2 separate regions of the Sus scrofa genome follow, and region 1 is linked to region 2. The links are chromatin contacts, called in public Hi-C maps. All regions are on one chromosome and are shown on one strand. Each heading gives the region's core, a stretch centred on a gene start, on an enhancer-like site or on the middle of the called end of the contact. The rest is flanking DNA. Distances are from core to core; before and after follow the strand shown. Region 1 holds the start of DNAAF2 (protein kintoun). Region 2 holds the start of MEGF11 (multiple epidermal growth factor-like domains protein 11).

Region 1 (6,910 bases), core at 856-3,355, about 15 Mb after region 2:
AGGTGTATCAATTTTCAAGTCATCATTTGAAAGAAGTTACAACGGCAAATTCTCTGTTTAGGATGAAATGAAAGGATGCCTGTAAATTTAAAAGTGGGAGAGAATATTTCAAGTAGTAAGACTCTAGAAAGAACTGTTACCTCCAAAGAATCGTTGTTTAAACCATAATACCACTCTCTCCAAAGTCCACGGCACTCTGGAGATTTGGCCAGTTCTATCACTGCATTGTTTGAAGAAATGCTAGCCACTGGTTCTTTGGTACTCAATTTATTCTCTGGAGTAAATTGCAAAAAGAAGGTATAATATACTAAGTCTTGGGTGGAGAAGCACAATCTGTACCACAGGGGGGTCACTTCCCCTTGAAGACTCTGAGGCTGGATGCAAGGCACTTGAATGAGCAGAGTCAGAGATTCTTCATCCTGATTACATTGCAGAGGCGGACACAAGGGTTCCCCGCGGTCTGTCCCGGGACCAACCATGGATCGATCAACAGGCTCCCTGCCTGTGCCTCCTCCGGCCACGTGCTCTTTGACGCCAAGAGCTGGGCGCGCTCTCCCTCTCCCTGTAGGAGACCTCCCGTCAAGGTCCCCGGATGATTTCCAAGGAGCGCCTCCACCACCGTCCTCAGGTGAGTTCCCTGCTCTGGGAAGCGGCTCCTCCCCAATGCGAGCTGTTGATATTGCTTGCCCGCCGAAATCAAGCTCCTCTGGTTCTGAGACAAGCTTCCCCCCAACGGCCTCCGGGGCAGGGATATCGGCGCCCGCAGCTCCAGCTCGGCCGGGATCCGAGCCTCCGTCCCCTGCACGAATCCCCGCTGGGCCCGCCTCCCCTTGGCGAGCGGAAGCGCAGGCCGCGCCATCAGTTCCGGGCCGGTCGGCGGCCTCTTCCGGGGTCGCGGCGAGCTCCGGGAGCGAGACTGTCACCGCTACCGGAAGCGTGACTACCAGCTGCCGCCGGGCCTTGTTGAACTGCGCCTTGCCGCGGCTGTCGTCCACCCGGTATGGAAGCGAGAGCCGCAGCTGGTAGTCGGGTTTCCGTGAGTCGAGGCACAGCAGCTTTCCAGTCACTTCCAGCGCTGCCTGCTCAGCCGACCGCAACAGCGGCAGCTCAATGGTGACGACCAGCTCGTGGGGCACAGTGCTGGGGGCTGAGTCCCGAGAGCAGCGGTAATCCTGGAGGTCCACGTGGTGGCGCTGCACCACGCTGTAGCGAGGCTCTGTGGGGGCGGGCTGCTGGACCGCCTCGGGAGGGGAGGGCGCCTGGGGCCGGGGGATCGCGGCACTCCCAGCGGCCACAGGGCCCGGGTAAGGGTAGGGGAAATCAGGGAGCGGGCTCTCCGGTTCCCCCTCGGGCCGGGCCGGGACGCCCCCGGGTAGGGGCGTGCGCAGCACGGCAGCCTCCGGGGTCCCCTTGTACTTGATTTTCAGGGTCTTGGCATTCCTGCGGTCCAGCTTCACGCCGAACTGCTTCTCCACGGCCTCCAAAGCCGTGGCGTCCAGCATCTGGCGGAAGCGCTCGTGGCGCCGGGCCAGCGCGAGTGCGTCTGGGTGGAAGACCACGTCGTAGACTGTGTAGCGGATGCCGCGCCCCCCCGCGTACTCGCGGCCGGGCGCCAGACTGTAGGGCAGGGACCACTGGCTGCCGGACGCCGCGCTCCCAGAGCTGGGCCGGCTGCTGGGCGCGCCCACCAGGGCATTGCTGCATACATTCACGAAACAGCGCCGGGCCCCATCCAGGCTGGTGCGCAGCACGTGGCCCGGCTCCGGGTGCACAAACCGCACCTCCACGCCGCGCTCACGCTCCAGCGCGGTAATCTCCTCCTCGTAGCGCCGCCGGTTCTCGGGGTCCGTGAGCTCCTCCGCATACTCAGAGAACATTCGCCGAAACTTGGGGTCCTGGAAAGCGGAGGTGAGCCGCTGGACTTCCTCTCCGCTCAGGTCCAAGTCCTCCAACGGCGAAGAGGCTGCCTTGGCCATGCTGCCCCTCCGCTCCTTCCCAGTGGTCAGGGGAGATCGATCCGAGACGGAGTGGGTGGGACGATCAGTGTTGTCGCTCTTCTGCGGAGAGAGAGGCCGCGGAGGCCAGTAAACCGCTAGACTGTTGAGCCTTGGGCAGCGCGTGCTCGTTGCTATAGCGACACCACCAATGCTGTGGGGGAGGGGCAGGAATAGAGTGATGGAAATGCCAGAAATAGCCTTAGTTTCTCCAAACAAACATTCCGCATTTTTTTAGATTCCTGTGCCATAGTGCAGTTACTGCTGCAGAATAACCATCCTAATAATTGTTATAATTTCCAGCATTATGTACGTTATCCACTGTTCACTGGATCCGCATTTCACAGATGGGACCTGAGAAGTTACCTGACCATAATCATAGAGTTGGTGCATTCACAAGCTGTGATTCTAACCTAAGTTTATCTGCTTTTCACTTCGCTAAACCAATATTTCAGTCTTCTAGCTATTTTACCAGTTTGTCCTGTTTACAACTCACTTAGGGCAAGAGATATGGGCAGGCTATTCATAAATAATCGATGCTCAGTAAAGATATGCCCTTACTGATAATAAAAATGCAAATATAATACCACATGTTACTGAAAATGGCAATGGCTTTTTTTTTTTTTTTTTAGCAATCACTATATTTCCTTGGGGTAGTAGGAGAATTGTATTAGTAAAACCTTTCTAGAGAGTAGTTTAGTAGCTATATGGAAAGCCTTTAGTATGTGCATACTCTTAACATATTTATTTTTTTTTCCATTTATACAAATGGGATCATTCCCTACATACACTTTTGCCCTTTGTTTTTTTGCACTTATAATAGTATATCCTGGAGATATTTCTTTGTAGTTATTGATTTCCTCCACTTGACTATCTTTGTCATGAGAAAGTTCAGACTTAAAGAGAAGAAGACCTGCAAGGCTTCTCTGAAAGAATGCAGATTTGTTTGTAGCTTATGGATTTAAAAGGCAAGCTGTTTATTGAGACTGCGTGCTTTGGTTCATGGCTTCTCAAGGTGGTGTGATTGTCCTGTTAAAAACAAAAGGGGAGTTTGCTTGATGATAAACTCAGGCTGTGTGTGGGCTAACTAGAAAATGGAGTATGCAATCAGCGGATTAACCTGCCATGTAGCAGAAGGCGGCTGTCTCCAGGTGGGCCATCCTCAGCCTGCCCTGCACCCTGAATCTTGATTGAGGCTGGAACTCTGCTATTGACTTGTGTCATTGTTGAAGCCTGTGAACCTCCCAGGACCCCTGTTTTTATGTCTATTAGATGAACGTGGCAATACCTGTCCTCTCAGTGGGTTTGCTGTGTGGACTGCCAGGTTTGCAGACCCAAATACCTTTAAGGCTTATGTAGGCAAGTACCTAAGTCAAGTGAGGCTGCTGTAAGTAATAGGAAGTAGGGGGGACTATAACTAAGAGGAAGTCAATCACACACATGCACACCCTCCCAGATTTAAACCTTTATAAACAAATAACATCCTGGCCAAACAAAGCATATCTGTGGGCTACTTGCAGCTCTCCATTAAGAGTATGCATCCTATAAATTTGAGTTATGATTTCTGAGGAAATGCCACTGCTGTGACTGTCTCACTCCTTTTGTGCTGTCCCACTTCAGCAGTCCCTTCCTACAAGAGTCAGGAGAAGTTAGGTTGGGTTGTAAGAATGATTCTATTATTTATTTATTTGGGGGGGGGACAAGAAATAGGTTTATTAAGATAGGATGCTTGTGACAGATGCAAGAAGGCAGGCAAAGAAACTCTGCTGCGAGAATGACTAAATTATCAGTGGCTTTAAACAGCAAGAGTTTATTTCTTGCTCCCGCTGAATGTCCCTTGTCCCTTGACCTCCACATCATCACACCTGCAGACAAATGGGGCTCACAATCCAGGGCCTCATACCCTCCCAAATGCTGACATTGCTGGGGCCCAGGAAAAAGAGAAAATTGTGCACAGGCTCTTTAAAACCTGCTGACATTTCACTGGCCAAAGCAAGTCACGTGGTTTGGGTACCTTCCAGTGCAGACCTATGCTGTCTGGAAAGAGGACTGGCAATACCTGTGCACAACCAACTGTGTGCATTCTTTCCTTCCATTTCTGTGGTTCAGTGGATATGATAGCACATCTGGCTAAGCTGTTTCTCTCCTGACCTTCACTGAGCCTCCAGGCTGTTTCACCTTTGTTGCCATGGCACTCAACACCTGAGCTCATGATGGCCAGAGCAGTGGTGGACCTGTCCCTTTTCCAGCTTGTGCTGGAACCAGGGTCCATAGTTTGGGGTCCCTTGTCTGTCAGTTTTTTTAAAAGACTTTTTTTTGTTTGGCTTTAGAGCAGTTTTGGGTTTGCAGTACAACTGAGAGGAAAGGTACAGAGCTTTCCCATATCCCCCCTGCCTCCACACATGCACAGACTCCCCTGTTAGCAACATCCCATTCTAGAGAAGTACATTTGTTACCAAGGATAAACCCATATTGATACATGCTATCATCCAAAGTCCACAGTAAACCTTAGGATCCACTCTTGGTATTATACAGTCTGTGGGTGTGGACAAATGTGGAATAACATCTGTCCATCACTGTAGTATCATAGAGTATTTTCACTGCACTAAAAATCCTTTGTGTTCCTTCAATTCATCGCCCCCACCACTCCCACCAGCAAACTCTGATCTTTCTATTATCTCCATAGTTTTGCCTTTTCCGGAAAGTCATATAGTTGGAATCATATAGTATGTACCTTCACATATTGGCTTCTTTCATTTGGTAATAGGCATTTGAGGTTCCTCCACATCTTGATAGTTTATTTCACTTTAGCACTGAATAATATTCCCTTGTCTGGATGTACCAAGTATATCTATCCATTCATCAATTGAGGAACATCTTGGTTACTTCCAATTTTTGGCAGTTGTAAGTAGAACTGTTATAAAACATCCATGTGCAGGTGTTTTGTTTTGTTTTGTTTTTGCTTTTTAGGGCTGCACTCATGGCATATAGAGGTACCCAGGCTAGGGGTCCAATCGGAGCTACAGCTGCCAGCCTATACCACAGCACAGCAACATCAGATCTGAGCCACGTCTGCAACCTACACCACAGCTCATGGCAACACCAGGTCCTTAACCCACTGAGTGAGGCCATGGATCGAACCTGCAACCTCATGGTTCCTAGGCAGATTCGTTTCCACTGTGCCACGACAGGAACTCCCATGTACAGGTTTTTGTGTGGAATAAGTTTTCAACTCTTTTGGGTAAATACCAAGGAATGTGATTGCTGGACTGTACGGTAAGGGTCTGTTTAGTTTTGTAAGACACTACCAAACTGTCTCAAAATGGCCATACCATTTTGCATCCCCAGCGGCAGTGAATGAGAATTCCTGTTGCTCTGCATCCTCATCACCATGTAGTGTTGTCAGTATTCTAGGTTTTTCTCCAACAGGTGTGAAGTGGTATCTCATTACTCTTTTTATTTTTTACTGAAATATTATATATATATATATATATATATATATTCCCTGTGCCTGTTTTTTCACGTGTAAATTAAATGTAATGGTGTACCTAATGGGTATTGAATTGTACTGTGAATACTAAGCACTTAGGACAGTGCCCAATACAGTAAACTTGTTCCCTGCATGCATTAAGAAATTAGAGCAGTGGTTCATAATCACTATTCCCCTCCCCACCGCCTCTTTTTTTGGCTGCAGCTAGCAGTGGCTTGATGTGGAATCTCAGTTCCCAGACAGAGATTAAACCTGGGCCACAGTCATTTTAATTTTTTTATAAGTATCTGTTCCCCTAGAAGCTAATTTTCCTGAAAGAAATGGCTTCCATTCTAGGATCTCTGTAATGTTAAGATTACTCCTTCATTTGAAACTCTTCTTATAAGGTGCTGCTTCAAAGTAAACATTATGCCTTCTAAATGTAACAACTTTGGAGACTATGTGTTTTTAAATTTTCAGTGCCAAAAGGTAATTAATTAATATCTAGTAATATTCTGAAACAAAGTATTTTACCGTCATTGGAATAAATTCTGTGACTTAAAATTTGAAATTATTGAATATTCTATTAGGGCTCTTACAGCTAATATTAGTGTACAGAAGTAATGAAACTTAAATTTTTAAACACAAGTGTGTACTTACACATTTTTCATATTTTTCTTAAAAGATTATGCAGAAAATATTTTTTCCTATAAAACTTTGCAAAGTATGCCATCATGTTTATTTTAAAATCAAAATGTCATAAAATAGAAAATGGAGAATATTCTAAACTTGACCATAATTTTATTATAACATTGTGTCAAAATTACATAAAATATAAAATTAAGTAGAAAATCGATGAATGCTATTTCTTCAGATGGTCTTAAGAATCTCAAAAACCTTGAAGTTTGCTGAAAATAGAAAATATTCATGAAGATAAACATTTTGGAAATGCAAGTCATCGTATATTTCTTAGTATATACTTTTAGTTAATTAATCTTAAAAACAGTCAATACATGCACATTATTCCAAATTCAAAAAGGGACACAATGAAAATTCAGTCAGTCTCACACTATTTCTGCTTTCTAGAAGCAACTGTATAGCCATATAAATTTTGTCTAATCATATATAAAGTGTGTGGGGGGTAAATGACTTAAAAACACATACACAGGTGGTAGAATACAGTGAATACTATTCTACACCTTTTTTCAATTATTAATAAATATATTGATCTATAATTTTAAACTAATCTCTTCCTTTATGGCTTTGAAATTTTGTTTTTGGCTGCACCCACAGCACATGAAAATTCCTGGGCCATGGGTTGAATCCAAGCTACAGCTGTGACCTATGCCACAGCCACAGCAACACCTGATCCTTAACCTGCTATGCCACAGTGGTGAGACGGGATAAGAGCGTTTGCCCTTACTGAAAGGCATCCCAAATTAAAAAA
Region 2 (6,916 bases), core at 3,481-5,980:
TGCATAATTACTGTAGCCAGCTTTATTTGCTATAAAAACATGGATTTTTTTTTTTTTTTGCTCCTTCTCAACTGTAAAATAATCAATAAATAGAATCCAGATGAAAAATGCCAGCATTTAGGAGAACAACTCTTTTATGGCTCTTTTCTTTTGGGTCTAATTAACACATTGGGGATAAAATGTGCTGCTACATTTGCCAACCAGCAAAGGTGAAACATACACTCTCCTTTCCTCCTGCAGGGACACAGCTTCACATCAGGAACACAGGTAAAACAGACAGGCCGTTTCAAAACATTGTGAAATGCTCCACAAACAGCTATGGAAACCTGTGAGGTAGACTTCAACTCTTCTCTGTTCACACTGGCTGTTCAATTTTTTTTCTCTGTCCCCTAAGAACACATCACATAGTTGCTGTCAAATGAAACACAGAGAGTCCCGTGAGCAGGAGAAGCAATCTCTCTGTTTTGTTTTGTTTTGTTTTGTTTTGTTTTGTTTGTCTTTTTAGGGCTGCACCCCCATGGCATATGGAAGTTCCCAGGCTAGGGGTCGAATTGGAGCTACCAAATTCAAGCCATGTCTTCGACCTACACCACAGCTCATGGCAACGGTGGATCCTTAACCCACTGAAGGAAGCCATGGCTTGAATCTGTGTCCTCATGGATACGAGTCGGGTTCATTACCACTGAGCCACAATGGGAACTTCCCTGACTCTCTTTTAAATGAGGAAGACATGCCTTTTTGGACAATGACCACCTGAGCCATGAAAGTTTCATGTGGGGCTCTCAGAGTGGATGACACCTTTTCAATTATAACACTGCTATAATAAACCCCCACAGAGCCACAGGCCATGGAGTCTATATCCAACACAGGATACCTATTTGTTCCCTAATTATATTGCAATATATTCTCCCTGCATGTGTACTGATGAAGATAAAATATTCTTTTAATTCTATGGCCTCCTGCAGGGTAAAGGAGAGGGGACCATACATGGGCAAATTCTGGGAGTTCCTGATACTAAATCACAGCCTTTGTTCCAGGCTCCCTCATTGCATAATCACTCAAGAAAATCACTCACTTTCCCTTATTCTAACACAGCGGTTCTCTCTTCGTGGTCCAGGGGCCAAGATCATCAGCATCACCTGGGAACTTGTTAAAAATTCAAATGACTATGCCCACTCCCAGACCTACTCAGTCAAAACTTTGGGACTGGAGCACAGCAATCTGTGTTAAAACAATCCTTCCACGGTTACGTCTGAGAAGCACTGGTCTACAAAACTGGAAGGAAAGAGCATCATTTTAAATAGAATCAGGGACCAGGAATACCTGGACTCTATAGGGCCTGGGCTCCTTTCTGAGCATCTGTCTCCATCTGCAGAGTCAGGGCTCCATTTATCCATCTGTACAATGGGGCTACGGGGTTCACCGAGAAGCTGTGGAGGCTGGAATTTAAGAGGTTCGCAGTTACCTGGCACCAGTCTCTATGGATACCTAGCAAGATCACAGTTGCCAATACTCACCAGCTCCCTCCCGCCATGCTCTGACTGGCAGAAGCTCTGCAGAGCAGTCCTCCAATGCCATATCTAAGGTCATCATTGCAGCTGCCTCTGGGTTACCCTTGGCAACCAGGAGCCAGTGGTCATGGAAGCCCACGGATCACCAAATCTCATGGTCAGTAGTTTCAAGCCTTTTCACCTTGGAGTCTTGAACCACTAAAGTGGCTTGGAATTATTTTTGTTATATCATCCCATTTCAGCACATCTTTAGACACCTTTGTGTATTTGCCTCTGCTCTACAACTAGACTTTAAGCCTGTGGAGGAGGACACCTAGGAGGTCATGGTCATGAGGTAGAGGACCCTGCCTGACTGCTTCATTGCTGGCTCCCCAAGGCCTGGACCAGTGCCTGGCACAAACTAGGAGCTCAAGAACTGCTTGTTGACTAAACATTCCTAGCACAGTAAATGCTCTGCCTACAGTAAGTCCAACAGTATCCCCAAATCTTCGAGTATCTAAATTCTAAAAGTTATGGCTGGGAAAGGTTTAAAGAAAGTGACTTGAAACCCCAGGGGACAAGGAGAAAAGGGCGAAGCAAGAGCCTATTTCCCAGCTGGAGCCACAACCCTTGGTTCACGGGTGCTGACTTCCCCGCCAATTGCTTACCCAAGGTCTGGAAATAGAAGACCTCCGGGCCAGGTTCTGAGCTTGATTCTAAGCAGCTGGTTCTTGCAGCTGTCGTAGTGCTTCTCACCTCAAAGGCCAGATTTCTACTGGTTGTGATGCTGCTGCCTTTTAACCAAACACTTAACAAGAGGTGACCTTTCCTACCCCTAAGTGATTTAAACCTTGTGCTCCACAATCCTTCTTCAATTAGAAATCTCAGGCTCAATTCCAAATCCTCCCTCCAGGAATTATCCCTAATCCTGCTCTCTCCAAACATGATCTCACCTGGGAAGCCTATACTCACTTTCTCAGCTACAAAACAGTGGAGGCTTTTTCCCTGTGGATTGCATTTTTCCCAGCTGGGCAGAGCCTTAAGGGCCCCTTTACCTCCAGACTTCGGTGCAGGAACAAGATAGATAACCAACCGACACCTAAGTGATTTGTCCTAGAGGATGATCACAGCACAGCACCTAACAAGGGACCAGTTCTCTGCCTCTAACCTCACACACACCCAGTCTTCCCGTCTGCAAAGGTCTTATAGTGGACGGATTGGGAACACTTGCCCTGTGATGAGAAAGTGGTTAGGGACAGAGTACCAGAAAAAGCCCTAAACTAGGAATCCGGGGACCTGGTTTGCATTTTCTTCCACACTTTATTAGCTCTAAGGGAATCCTTTCACTTCTCTGGGGCTTCCTTTGCAGATCTGTGAAATGGGAGGAAGAGGTGGAGACCGAAGTCAAGGACCTTGAATTTCTCGAGGCTTAAATAGCATGTGAACAGCGGAGGAAGCTGGCGCGTGGTGAGAGAAGCTGATCGAGTGGCTGAAGGTCAATGCCCTCTGGGGACCCCGCCCAACCTTCAGAGGACAAGGGCCGAGAGACACTCTCCGCAAAGCCCTCAGCTCTCGGTCCCTCTAAATCTTTCGAGGGAAGCTTTCCAACAGCACTCCAACAAAGAGGGCCGCGGAGCCGGGGTCCCGCTAGCTCCGCGGAAGCTGCACGGGGTAGAGAATCCTGCCTCCCGGACCCTGGGAGCTAAAGGACACGCGCCCCTCGGCAGGCTCCGAAAGCCTCGGCCAGCCTTGGCTCGCCGTCACCTGGTCAGGGTATTAACCCGTGCTTTCCCGGCAGAGCGCGGAAAAGGCGCTGATGCCTGGGCACGAGTACCCTGGCGAGAGAGAGCTGAGATGGCCAGGAGCCCAAACCACCCAAAGGCCTCCTTTAACCTGCATGAAGGCCCTGCTCTATGCGCTCCCGGGGCGGGGGGAGTGGTAGGAGGGACAGCGGGAGATTCTGTAGCTGAGCCTCTTTGGAATATTTTTCTAAAGAACACGACAACATTAGAGAAGTCAGACCAGCCTCGCAGCGCAGGCTAGCGGGGACGGATCCCGAGAAGCGGCTACGATAGGATGGAGTCCCGGAGTCCAGGTCTGGGAGAAAAAGCCAGGGCTCCAGGGTTCCGACAATAGTCAAGACGAGGTGCCGCGCTCCCAGGTTCCGGTCGGGTGACGGTTTCGTCCCACTCATGGACCTCGATCCCCGCGAGAGACGATTTTCCTTATTTTTAGTCGTATTTTTTCTAACAATTAGGAAAATAAACCAAATCCAAGAGGAAGGTGGCTGCGCTCTTCGGCTTTAAGGGGCCACAACCACCACCCACCCCACCTCCAATACCACCACCCAAGGCTGGGTGAGAAGTTTGGAACTTCGGGACCGCGCTCCAGGTGCGCACTGGGAGTGACTCGCATCTCTTAACTTCGGGAGCTGAGGTCGCTCCGGGGGTGAAGGAGGAACATCCGAGAAGTAGACCCAAGTGGCCGGCGCCCCAGACTTCCCCAAGAGAGTGGGGAAGACCGGATGAGAAAGAAAGGAAGGGGATATACGTTTCGTTTCGCGCCTCCAAAAAGCAAAAGTGCACATGGCACCGGCCGGGGTTCGGCGGCAGCGAGGCGCACCGCTAGGCACCGCGGGGCACCTGGCAGAGCCTCGCAGGCTCTGCGCCCGGGCCGGCTCGGGGTGGGAGTTTCCAGACTCGGGCGGGCGGGCGCCCTCCCTGGGACAAATGCGCCGCGCTGCTGCGCTCCGGTCTTCCCCCGCCGCGGGCGCTGCGTCCCGACTGCGGCCAGAGAGCCCGCGCCTGCCCACGCCAAGGGGCCCCCACGTCCTGCCGGACCCCTGGCGTTCTACCCGCACTCACCTCCTCCCACCCCCAACTCGGCTTCCGCAGTCCAGACCTCGGCAGGACTGCGGGGATCCAAGGAGCGGGTGGAAAGTTAGTCGCGGGGATGCAAAGCCCCTTTCCCGGTATCAGAACCCCCAACCCCCGTCTCCCTGTGCCCCCAGCGCTCCGAGGCCTCGCGGTCCCTGTCCAGTCACCTACCTGCTTCGCGGTTCGCCCCGGGCTCAGCCAGCCAGTCGAGGTCCTGTTGTCCGGAGCCCGAGACGCGCCGGAGCGTCGGGCCAGAAGCCGGAGCTGCGGGCAGCCCAGAGCTAGGCAGCGGGCGGCGCGCACCGGGAGCGAGTGAGCGAGTCGGCGGGCGGCTGGAGCCGCGACTGCTGCTGCCGCCGCCGCCGCTGCCGAGCCAGCCGCCACCCCCTTCGTCCCTCAGCCCCTCCCTCTCTCCTTCCCTCCCAGCCTCCCTCCTCCCTGCTCGAGGCTGCCTCCCTCCTTTCTCCCCCCACCCTTTTTTTTTTTTTTCCTCTCTCTCTCTTCGGTCCTTTCAGTCCCTGCTCTCTCTCTCGCTCTTGCTCTTTTTCCTATGTTTCGTGTCTCTCTCCAGCTTTCCTTTGGTTTCTTTTTTCTCTGATTCAGTCTTTCCTAGCCTCTCTTCTCGCCTCCCTCCACCCACCCCCCACCTTTTTGTTCTTTTGCTCGTTTCTCTCCGTTTCCTCTTTTCTCTCTCTAGCCTTTCCCTCTTTTTGCCATTTTCTCCTCCGTTTCACCTTTTCCTGTGCTTTCATCCCTACTCTCCTTCTCCCTCGGGTGGGTCAAAGTGGCCTGCGTACCATCTCTTCCCAGCTCGAAAGGATCCCACCCTGGAGTCCGGGGCCACGGGAGCCCTGAGCAGTATTGGTGTCAGGCTAAGGAAGGATGGAGAGGGACCGGCCAGGGCTAGAGACGAGGGATTGAGAAACACCTGGATGGGGAAGGGGTGGGGCGTGGCGGGACAGCAAGAAGGCCAAGAACTCAGAATATCAGGGCCCTAGGCCTGCATTGCTGAGCCATGCCCAATAAACGGAGGAAACTGAGGCCCAGGGAGAAGAGAGCAGGGACTTGCCTTGCTGAGGTCTATTCCACAGGCAAGGCCTGCCTAGACCATCTCTGCTCCTGGCAGCTTGGGAAGGGCTCCTCCACTGATCCCGGAAATGCAGGTGCCAGATGCCCATCCACTGCCAGCATCTCTGCCTGGCCCAATCCCCCAGGTCCCTAGGGCCTCCAAGAGGAAGACTTCTCCCTCCCACAGCACCTTAGGACATATCACTGCCCTACAACATTCCTAGGGGTCTGAGCCAGAAAGAAGGGGAGGACATGGCTCCATAGTCCAAGGGAACCCCTTCTTCCCACCCCCACTCTTCTCCAAGCACTTCTGGACTTATCAACTACTCCTGCTTATCAGGGATGGAGTAGCAGCAGGGTGCTTTGCTTGTGTGGTTTGTCTCCTTTTCTCCTTGAACAGCAAGAGCAGGAAGGCCCAGACGTGGGAAAAGGTGCTGAACACACCCTGGGAGAATACTATTTTTGTGTGAATAAAGCAGATTCATTCTGAGGCTTTGGGAAATGCATGTCTGTACATGCGTCTGAGCACCTAGCCCACTCAGGTCAACTTCAATAATGGACTTCATTGTGGGTATGACAGGCAAGTTCTGCTCAGGGCTGGGACTAGGTTGAAGCCAATGAGACACACCTAAGACACAAAATGTAAGGAGGTACTCACTTTCTAGGTTATGCAGACAAATCTTAGGGCTGTCACCAACCAGCTATGTCACCTTGGTCCATCACTGCCCCTCTCTGGCCTTCTGTTCCCCCACCTGACTATTTAGAGGCTGAAATGGATGTCCTCTAGGGGTTTCTCCAGCTCTGAGGGGCTGCAGGTTGTGGGCATCAGAGATGATTAAGAGAATGGGTTCTAACTTTCTGGGTTTGTATTCCTGCTTTGCAACTGACTGACAGTGACACTGGATAGCTACTTAACCTCTCTAACTTCGGTTTCCCTATCAGTAAAATGTGGATGATAACAGTGCTGTGGGCCCTGTGAGGAATAAACCAAATATTGCACATAGTAGCACTTGATAACTGTTAGCATCTCATATAAACGTAGGTTTTGTTTGTGGGTTTTTTTTGTTTTTGGTTTTTTGTTTTTTTTTTTTTTTTGGTCTTTTAGGGCCACACCCATGGCACATGGAGGGTCCCAGGCTAGGGGTCCAATTGGAGCTGCAGCTGCTGGCCCACACCACAGCCACAGCCACACCAGATCCTAGGCTCGTCTTCAACCTAAACCACAGTGCACGGCAACACCGCATCCTTAACCCACTAAGTGAGGCCAGGGATCGAACCCATGTCCTTATGGATGTTAGTCGTGTTCGTTAACCACTGAGCCATGACAGGAACTCCCAAGGTAGGTTTTCGACTATCCTTTCTTCATCTTCACATTGCCTTTTGGATTATGAGTTGTAAATCCCATCTTCTCAAACTTCAATTTCAACAGGTTTGGGGAGGTGGGCAGTTCCTCCTGGATAAGCAGTCCACCCTGCTCAGCAA

Evidence for each region. Hi-C and Micro-C count contacts between places; a contact is called where the count stands out from the background.
Region 1: a Hi-C map of mesenteric adipose tissue shows a contact between it and region 2, with 9 times the contacts expected there. The contact joins the promoter of DNAAF2 here to the promoter of MEGF11 in region 2. A contact is called at or near these places in 7 of 47 Hi-C or Micro-C datasets (fetal liver, liver, mesenteric adipose tissue and 4 more).

What each region holds. Positions count from the first base shown.
Region 1 is chr1:179,489,031-179,495,940 of Sscrofa11.1, forward strand. It overlaps DNAAF2 (protein kintoun), which reads right to left and starts at 2,106. Exons shown (of 3, transcript XM_003121803.5): 1 at 141-2,106. The coding sequence starts at 1,976. It overlaps LOC110262104 (a long non-coding RNA gene), which reads left to right and starts at 928. Exons shown (of 2, transcript XR_002346676.1): 1 at 928-1,166; 2 at 1,428-3,729. POLE2 (DNA polymerase epsilon subunit 2) reads right to left here. Exons shown (of 19, transcript XM_003480468.4): 19 at 6,248-6,371. The coding sequence ends at 6,353.
Region 2 is chr1:164,270,693-164,277,608 of Sscrofa11.1, forward strand. It overlaps MEGF11 (multiple epidermal growth factor-like domains protein 11), which reads right to left and starts at 4,731. Exons shown (of 23, transcript XM_021100249.1): 1 at 4,538-4,731. It overlaps LOC110261939 (a long non-coding RNA gene), which reads left to right and starts at 592. Exons shown (of 3, transcript XR_002346345.1): 1 at 592-2,957; 2 at 3,748-3,881; 3 at 4,501-4,585.